2 separate regions of the Mus musculus genome follow, and region 2 is linked to region 1. Evidence: chromatin contacts called from public HiChIP or PLAC-seq data. All regions are on one chromosome and are shown on one strand. The core of a region is the stretch at or near the end of the contact, and the rest is flanking DNA. Distances in the headings are between cores, read along the strand shown.

Region 1 (4,040 bases), core at 981-3,480:
TGAGTGACATTTGCTGCCCGGGTTCAGATCCTGACTCTGCCATTACCAACCACGGGCAAGTATGCTTAATAGACCATGGCTCACCCAGAGTCTGGCTGCCAGAGTAGGGGATGATAGGAGGGCCCATGGTCTTGGCACAGCGATGCATACAGGGGGGACCCTGGATAGTAGAGACCAGTAATCGCCACACACGAGGTGCAGAGCTGCCCTGAAGACAGGTTTTTGAGGAGTTCTCAAGTGGGCCAGCAAACCCTGGGCTCTGGAGGCCGAGGAGAGGCAGGACGAAGTCCTTTCTGGAACCCCATCACCTGGCGTGTAAAGTGTTCACCATTGGAATGTGTCACCTGTGCTTTCCCCTGTCATAGCCAGTTTTGGTCCAGCTTCTTTTCTGCATAGCCTTTGCAGGATGGCAGCCCTCCTAGGAGAGCATCCCTCCTGTGTAGCGCTCTTCCTCCTCAGCTGGCTAGCAATGTCTCTGTTAAACATTGTAGTCCTCACTGGGAGAAAGGCTGGAGTGCTGCCCATCCCACTGCCCCACAGTGCCCACGAGTGAGCCGAAGCTGACACAATGAACACTGAGGCGCGTTCTCCTCTGTCTTCCCTCCTTTCTCCTTGCCAGCGAGGATGCAGACGTGATGGATGGAGCTTGTGCAGCCATTCTTAGTCCATGAAGCACTGGACCAGAAATGTCAGAACAGCACACAGGGAGAAGCCTGGGTATGGAGAACCTTGTGGAATTCATTGTCCTGCCAGCATTGGGCTTTCTATGGCATATAATCTGTCTGGTGAGGAGCACTCTCCCCGTTTTACTTCCAGTCGTCCCTCTCTCCGTCCTCCATGTCTCCTCCCCTTCCCTCTCTCCCTTTCTCCCATGTTTTCCTCTTCCTCTCTGCAGCCGGGCTGAATTCTAACTGGGACTCAGCCAACAGTGGTTCTGCTTCCCTGGTCAGCAGGCCAGGAAAGCTCATGGGTGGAGCATCCTCCACCTGCTCTGCGGGAAGCCATCCATCAGTCAGCAGAGGCAGTCCGAATCTGCATCCAGGCAGACAGTGGTGATAAGCACCAGGGCTCACTGGATGCAGAAACTTTCCCAGATGGCGCTGCAAGATGTTTCTTTCCAGGTTCCACTTGCTCTAGATGGAGGGAACTCCGTGCTTGGCTTCTCTGGCACCATGCTCTGTCCTGGCTGGCCCCAGTCATGCCTGGCAGGATAAGCCAGACACAAGACAGAGGTTGCAGTTGCACTTCATGAGGTCCCTAGGGTATGAGATTCATTGTGACAGCAAGAGACCATCCATCTTGCAATGGCTGCTGGGTACAGTTTCACTTGGGATGTTAAACAAGCACCGGAGATGGAGAAAAACCCACAAAGTAGTGTGAGTGCCTCGTGTCACCGAAAGATATACTGATAACGCTTATGGTGGAGAAATCTGGGCACACTGAAAATGAAATGCCAAAGCCAGGCGCGGTGGCACATGCCTGTGACCCCGACACTTGGGAAACTGAGGCAGGATGGTCCTATTGCTGCCTTTACAGCAAGTTCCTGGATAGCCTAAGCTATGAGACCAGTCTCCAAAAACCACCACCACCATAACCCAGGATGGCTGTTGAAACTGGGGCGCCCTTGTCTTTAGGACTCGAATGTACCTTTACGATCCCCCTATGAAATGCTTTCTTCAATGCATTCAGTGACAGTCCATCCCAAACTGTGGCAGAAACCACAGCAGAAGCATGCTCGAACAAAGGCAGGGACTGGCAATGCAGTTGAGCCTGTGCCATGGTTTCAATTACATACAGAAATATGCAACGAAGAGGAATGAAATGCACCAAAGTTGCAACCACTTAAGTTTGGGCAGCAGGCTAAAGGGATAGCTGTCCTTTCTTTCCTCTACTCCCTCCTGGTCTGTTTTTTTTTTTTTTTTAAGACACCATGGCCCAGGCTGGCCTGGAATTCATTATGTTACCCAGGTTGGCATTGAACTCTATGTGATCTTCTGATCACAAGCTCCCAAGGGCTGGAGTTTGGGGCACGTGTAACACACTCAGCTGATTATTTTCTTCTTGCTCTAAACATTCTGAAGTACAGACCTTGGCATAGACTTCAGAACGAACTCTATACATCCCAAGGTGGCAGTAGGCTGGAGCCGGGCATGGAGGGCACCACACCATTAAGGGAACAGAGTCCCTGGCACAAGTCACCTGGTTTCCTGGGGAAGCAGGCCAAGAGTCTTCTAGGAGCCACAGCTCAGGACAAGAACTGTGTGGCAAGGGGATGTCCAGGCTAGCGTCACACAAGGACAGGCTCTGGCAGGCATTGGGATTTGCTGCTTATAGAACCCTGCACCGGGACCTTAGTTTGAATGCTAGCTGATCAGCTCTGTGCTTGGTCACCAAATTATTACTGGGCTTCTCCAGAAGGTGTAAGTGGGCCACAATCCCATCCTGACAGCAAGCAGGAGCAGGACCACGACCCACACACACACTACCCCCCCCCAATACACACACACACACACACACACACACACACGCATGCACCCAAGGCCTGGCTCTGGGGGCGTGGGGGGTGTTTCCTGCTCGGTTGCACCCCATGGCCAGCTCAGCCTCTGTGCCAACGCCAGGCAGCTGCGGCGTCCATGGCTTGTGGTTGCCTCAGCCCCAATCTGGGCTCCTGGTTGCTCAACCCAGCATGTTTTTCCTCTTTTCCTCTTCTGCTTTTCCCAGGCTGAGTCCTGCTGCGTGTGGGCCCCGGGGCTCTGCGGGCGAGCACACAACACACCCCAGGCCCGTTTCCATGTCCCTGATTGCTTTTCCCTCCCCGGGGTTGCTAAACAGCCTATGAAGAAAGCCCTTTCTTTTGCCTTTTTATTTTAAGGAAGGAGTGTGGTGACATCTGTCTACGGAGAGGCTCCATGTCCAAGAGACCAGCCCCTGCCTAGAGGTATCTGTTTCGTCTCCTCCTCAGAGGGTCCCAGGAGAGTCTAGTGACGCCTTCCTTCAAGGGTTCAAGCAAGGGAAGTCTCCGATGCTTCAGTGAAGAGTCACCCAGCACTCACCTACTGGGCCTGAGAAAGGAGAGAAGAGGAGCCTATGGGATCGGGGTAGAGGCGAAGCTGAGCACAGAGCTGTGTTGTTTCAGAGGCCCCTGCCTTGGCCTTTGTGACGCATTTCCTTAGAGCAATGGTTCTCAACCTATAGGATGCCACCCCTGGGGGGGGGCGGTTGATTGACCCTTTCAGAGGGGTTGCATAGCACATATTCTGCCAATCAGGCATTTACATCACGATTCATAACACTAGCAGAATTACAGTTATGAAGTTAGCCATGAAAATCATTGTATGGTTGGGAGGTCACCATAACACGAGGAACTGTACTAAAGGGACCAGAGTTAGGAAGGTTGAAGCCCGCTGCCTTAGAGTCTTAAGGAAAGGACCTGGTCGGCTCTCGTTCTAGCTCTGAGTGAAAACAAGGACATTAGCTGGGTGCTGTACCCTGTGAGCCAGAGGTGAAGACACTGACCTCCTCCGCAGCTTTCCTCAGAACCCAGGCAACTGCACACAGGCAACGGAACAGCAAAGCCAGGCCCTGCTTCAAGGCCCTGGGCGTGGTTGTGCTTTATATGTAGGTCATGCCTCAGGCTCCCAAGGGCCTTCTAGTCAGCTTCCAGGGGCCAGGCCTGTTAGGCCAACCCACAAGTGGCTGTCCCTCCCCCTCTACAAGAAGAACCTTGACACACACCCTGCATGAAAGGAACCTGCCAGGTTTTTCCGAGCACCAGAAGAAAAGCCAGGCTGCTGACATCTGAAATAAATACCTCCTGTCTTGATCCCTGGGTCTGCGAGGATCTTTATTCCATAAACATCTGAGAGGGCTGTCTCTCAGCAGAAACAGCTTGGCCTCCAGGCGCCTAGGCCCTGGCTTCTATTACTATGTATGCGAAGGTTGGGGGGTGGGAGCTTGTGGCCAGGGGCCAGCACACTTCTTTACCAGCACAACCCTGGCAGCAACCATGGCTTCATAAGCATGAGGGGCTGGCCCTGAAG
Region 2 (4,040 bases), core at 729-3,228, 2.0 Mb before region 1:
TTGCTCTCAGGGGAAAGAGGCTGGACTCAAAGGGTGGCGATGGGAACAGGAGATATGTCCCTGGTCTTTGTAGCCCTGTAAACCACAGCTCACATTCAGAAGGTATTTATCCAAGCATCCAGTAAAAGTTCTTGGGGATCCTGCAATCCCTGGCCCAGTTCCTCAGACCTGAAGGACTGGGTTCTTGGCATTAAGTGGGCTGCATGCCTCGCGAGGCTGGGCAGGCTGAGCCAAAGTCAGCCTGTCCGGGTGTGGGAGATTCATGGAGGATCCCCAGCTGTGCCAAGCGGGTGGGAGAGGAGCCAAGAGTTCTATGGGCACACAGTCCTATTATCAGGCTCTGCTCACTGGCAGGCTACTCACAGATGTCCTCTGACCCTGCGTGGGGTAACCTACCCTGGTACCCTGCTAGTCAACAGCTCCTGGCTAAGGCACTTCAGGGAGACCCAGCTAGTGGAGGCGAGACTGCAGGCAAGTGCACACTATGCATAGTGGTCTCTGAGAATCATCTCAGCCCTGCCCCTAAGGCAGACGGAAGAGGAAAGGCTGCTCACTCTACTGCGTGGGTGGCCAAGGGGAATTCTGACCTTTCTGTGGATTCCCTGTGCAGGCCCAAGCCCGTATTTAGCACATGGTCAGTTGGGGAGGGGTTGCCCATTCCAGAAGCCAGTGGTTCTGTGGCACTTTTTAACATTGGGCAGGCGTGGCCTCTAGAGATTACTCGTTTGCATGATTACAAAATGGCCTTGCTTAGTTTGGTCACACAAGAACTTCGGCTGTTTCTCTCTGGGTGGACAGCAATGACCCAGGGTATGAAGTTCTCATGGGTGAGTTAGGCTTGTAAATTCACCATTGAGTCATACAGGTCAAGGTCAGAGCCTCTCACTCGACACGCAAAGGCACGCACCGGCAAGTGCCACACACCACATAGGAGATATGGCAAGATCAAAGCAGCAGCACACAGGGACTGATATCCAGGTCAGCATCGTGTGACAAGTACTGTTCTGAACCAGTGGCTGGACAGAGGGCCTTGGTGAGGGTGCTCTGTGAAGAATGGGCAGAAGAGTGGATGTATGTTTGATGTATGTATGATGTGTGTATAAATATGTACAGAGGATGGAGAGACGGATGGTGGACAGATGGTAGAGGATGATGGTGTGGATGGGTAGTTGATAATGATTGTATAGATGAATAGGTAGATGGACAGAGGATGATAGATGAGTGTGTAGATGGATGGTTTGATGATGGATGGGATGGATGGATGATGGATGGATGGATGGATGGATGGATGGATGGATGGGATGGGATGGCTAGATGGATGGATGGATGGATGGATGGATGGATGGATGGATGGATGCAGAGATGGATGGATGGATGCAGAGATGGATGGATAGATGGAGAGATGGATGGATAGATGAATCTTTTATTGTTTTATCTCTTGTTTGGAAACTCTATTCAGCAGTAATTTAGACCCTGGTTTAAGTAGGATGGCTTTGACCTGAAGATAGCAGATAGCCTGGTCCAGGGCTAGACACAGTTTATGTGATGCCCATAGAAAAAGCCCAAAAAACAAAAGGTCCAGTTGGAAGATCAATGATACCATCTGGAACCCATGTCTTCATACTGCCTGCCTTCCTATCCTCTTTCTTGAAGATGCCTAGATATAAGCTAGCTACTTGTAGCCCATTAACGATCCATTCAGCACCTTTGTGAAGCGGTGTGAAGTGGGATGAGCCATGGTCCTATGTGCCGGTGCGAGGCATGAAGACCCCCTTACTCAGTATCCCGTCTGCACTATGGAGCAATGCCTCTCTACCATCAAAACCTACTGCAGAGGCACACAAAAGCCAAAAGGTTCCAGAACCCAAAGGTTTATTTATCCCTCCACCTTGCCTCTGTCCACCCCCACCCCTAGGCTCTACCACAGTCCCTCAGCATACACACACACCCCAAGACAACTTCTCCTTTCCTTCCTGGAACAGTTCTCCGCCCAGCAGCCACACTACCCTCAGCTTCTCCCCAACAGTTTCAGGACCTGCAGTAATTTTAGATCCCAGCCACACCCAGAGCTCCCCCTCAGATAGGTCACCTTGCCTTAAGGAGACTGTACCCCCTGAGCCACCCTTGAGCACACAGAATCAGTGGCTCCAAGGTGCTTCCTGCAGCTCCATTTTGACTAAGGTGGTATCAGCCAGATGTTTCTCACAGTGTGCCTCAGTTGCTGCTCCCAGGCTACAGTCAGTCCAGTCCACACCTCTGTTTTCAGAACATTTGCTGCTTCCTAAAAGAAGCCCTGTCCCCCAAGCTGTCACTCCTTGTCCCCTTCTTCCCTGGCCACCACTAACTAGCTCTCTGTCTCTGTTGGATTTTCCTGGACATCTCTCTTTAAAAAAAAAAAAAAGGTGTGTGTGTGTGTGTGTGTGTGTGTGTGTGTGTGTGTGTGTGTATGTATATGTGTGTGTGTGTATGTATATATATATATAGTCACACCAGAGGGGGCATTGGATCCCTTTACAGATGGTTGTGAGCAACCATGTGGTTGCTGGGAATTGAACTCAGGACTTCTGGAAGAGTAGCCAGTGCTCTTAACCATTGAGCCGTCTCTCCAGCCCCCTCTGGGCATCTCTTATCATGTGTCATCTGGGTGGGGGGCACTTCCCATTTCTTTTACCTTGTGGCTTATTTCCAGGGTCACCAATGTGTGGTGTAACAGTGCTTTGTCCATTTACAGATAACTAGTATCCCATGAGTTGGCTATGCCTCTTTTTCAGTTTATCTGCACTTTACTCTGTCTGAGGAAAAGCCATCCGCACCATCTACAGGATACGTGTCTCCTTCCGTAGGTCTTTATTTACCTGAGGGCACAGTGAGGGCAGTGGTCATGGCAGAGAGTTAGGAGGTAGTGTTGTGATCTGGTTGTCACCTTTACCTAAACTTCCCTGGACATGGAGAGGGACCACTATCCCTATACAAACTCTGACTCTGTTCACACTCTGTGAATTGATTGGTATGAATCTGGGGTAGGAGGGGCAGCCCTGGAAGTCCATAGTGTTACCGGGCAGGCTGTGTGAGAGAGGGAAGGGGTAGAGACATTTCTGGAGTAGTTCTGCCTAGGTTCCTTCTCCAAGGACAATGGCTGGGTCTCCAGGCATGTAGGCAGGTTGAAAGCTCTTCAGGAAAAAGACAAGTACCTACCGAGGCTCCTCAAGTGGTGCTGATGAGCAGCTGGTCTTGGACACCCGCACTGGGGCATCAGAGCCCCAAGAGACCCTTATTCCAGGTTGACTCATCTCTGGGTGCTCCAGGCCTCAGATGTGAGGTACAGTTATGTGCTATGTGTCTAAGGCTAAGGTGAACTTGGACATTAGTAAATGCCTATAGTCCCAGCACTCAGAAGCCAGAGGCGGGATGATGGCTGCAAGTTTCAGGCTAGGGAGGATACATAGTGAGTGCCAGGATTTGTTACCTACTTTCCCAGTTGCTGTAACAAAATACCAGACAAAAGTAACTTAAGGAAGGAAAGGGTTGCTTGGTCTCACAGTGTGAGAGTGCACAGTGCATCACCTGCAGGTAGTCATGGAGATGAGAGAGAGGCAGGCAGCATCTGGTCACATTGTGTCTGCACCCAGGAAACACAGAGAGGACCGCTGGTGTTCCTCTTACATTCTCCTTTCCACTGAGTCTGAGACACCTGCCCATACACCCATTGTGACTGTAGACAGAATGGGGGTCTTTAGAGGAGGGGTATCAGATTCTGAGGCAGAAGCTATCTGTGGGAGACACCTGGAATTGGTCATGACACAGCGAGGTTTATCTTATACATGTGTCATAAGCTAATTGTACCACGCAGCTTGGTATTCAGAAACAGGCCTTCTTCCTAAAATGCTAGACACAGCACAGAGGGAGAGTTCCAGCTGCTCACCACACAGGAGTGGGACAGGGACAGGCCTCCCTTCCCACCTTCTGGCTTTCCTAATCCTGTCCTCCATATTCTTACCTGACAACCAACATCAGCCCATGCAGACAGTGCCCCGACAACC

Evidence for each region. HiChIP or PLAC-seq counts read pairs in DNA pulled down with a chosen protein or histone mark.
Region 2: a contact with region 1 is called in an H3K27ac HiChIP or PLAC-seq map of bone marrow-derived dendritic cells, with 4 times the contacts expected there. The contact joins two enhancer-like sites. A contact is called at or near these places in 1 of 39 promoter capture datasets (pre-B cells) and 1 of 115 datasets of contacts at active chromatin or transcription factors (bone marrow-derived dendritic cells).

What each region holds. Positions count from the first base shown.
Region 1 is chr8:120,684,936-120,688,975 of GRCm38.p6, reverse strand. Gm39265 (a long non-coding RNA gene) reads left to right here. Exons shown (of 3, transcript XR_879259.2): 2 at 620-717; 3 at 2,873-3,787. Among named protein-coding and RNA genes, the nearest start is that of Gm39265, 14 kb to the left of the region's middle. Within about 2 kb of position 2,230, at least 100 of the 459 cell types and tissues checked have an H3K27ac peak or open chromatin away from gene starts, as enhancers often do. A contact at or near this core is called in bone marrow-derived dendritic cells, where this site is marked.
Region 2 is chr8:122,687,474-122,691,513 of GRCm38.p6, reverse strand. It overlaps a transcript of Cbfa2t3 not described here. Among named protein-coding and RNA genes, the nearest start is that of Gm10612, 8.4 kb to the left of the region's middle. Within about 2 kb of position 1,978, at least 26 of the 459 cell types and tissues checked have an H3K27ac peak or open chromatin away from gene starts, as enhancers often do. A contact at or near this core is called in bone marrow-derived dendritic cells, where this site is marked.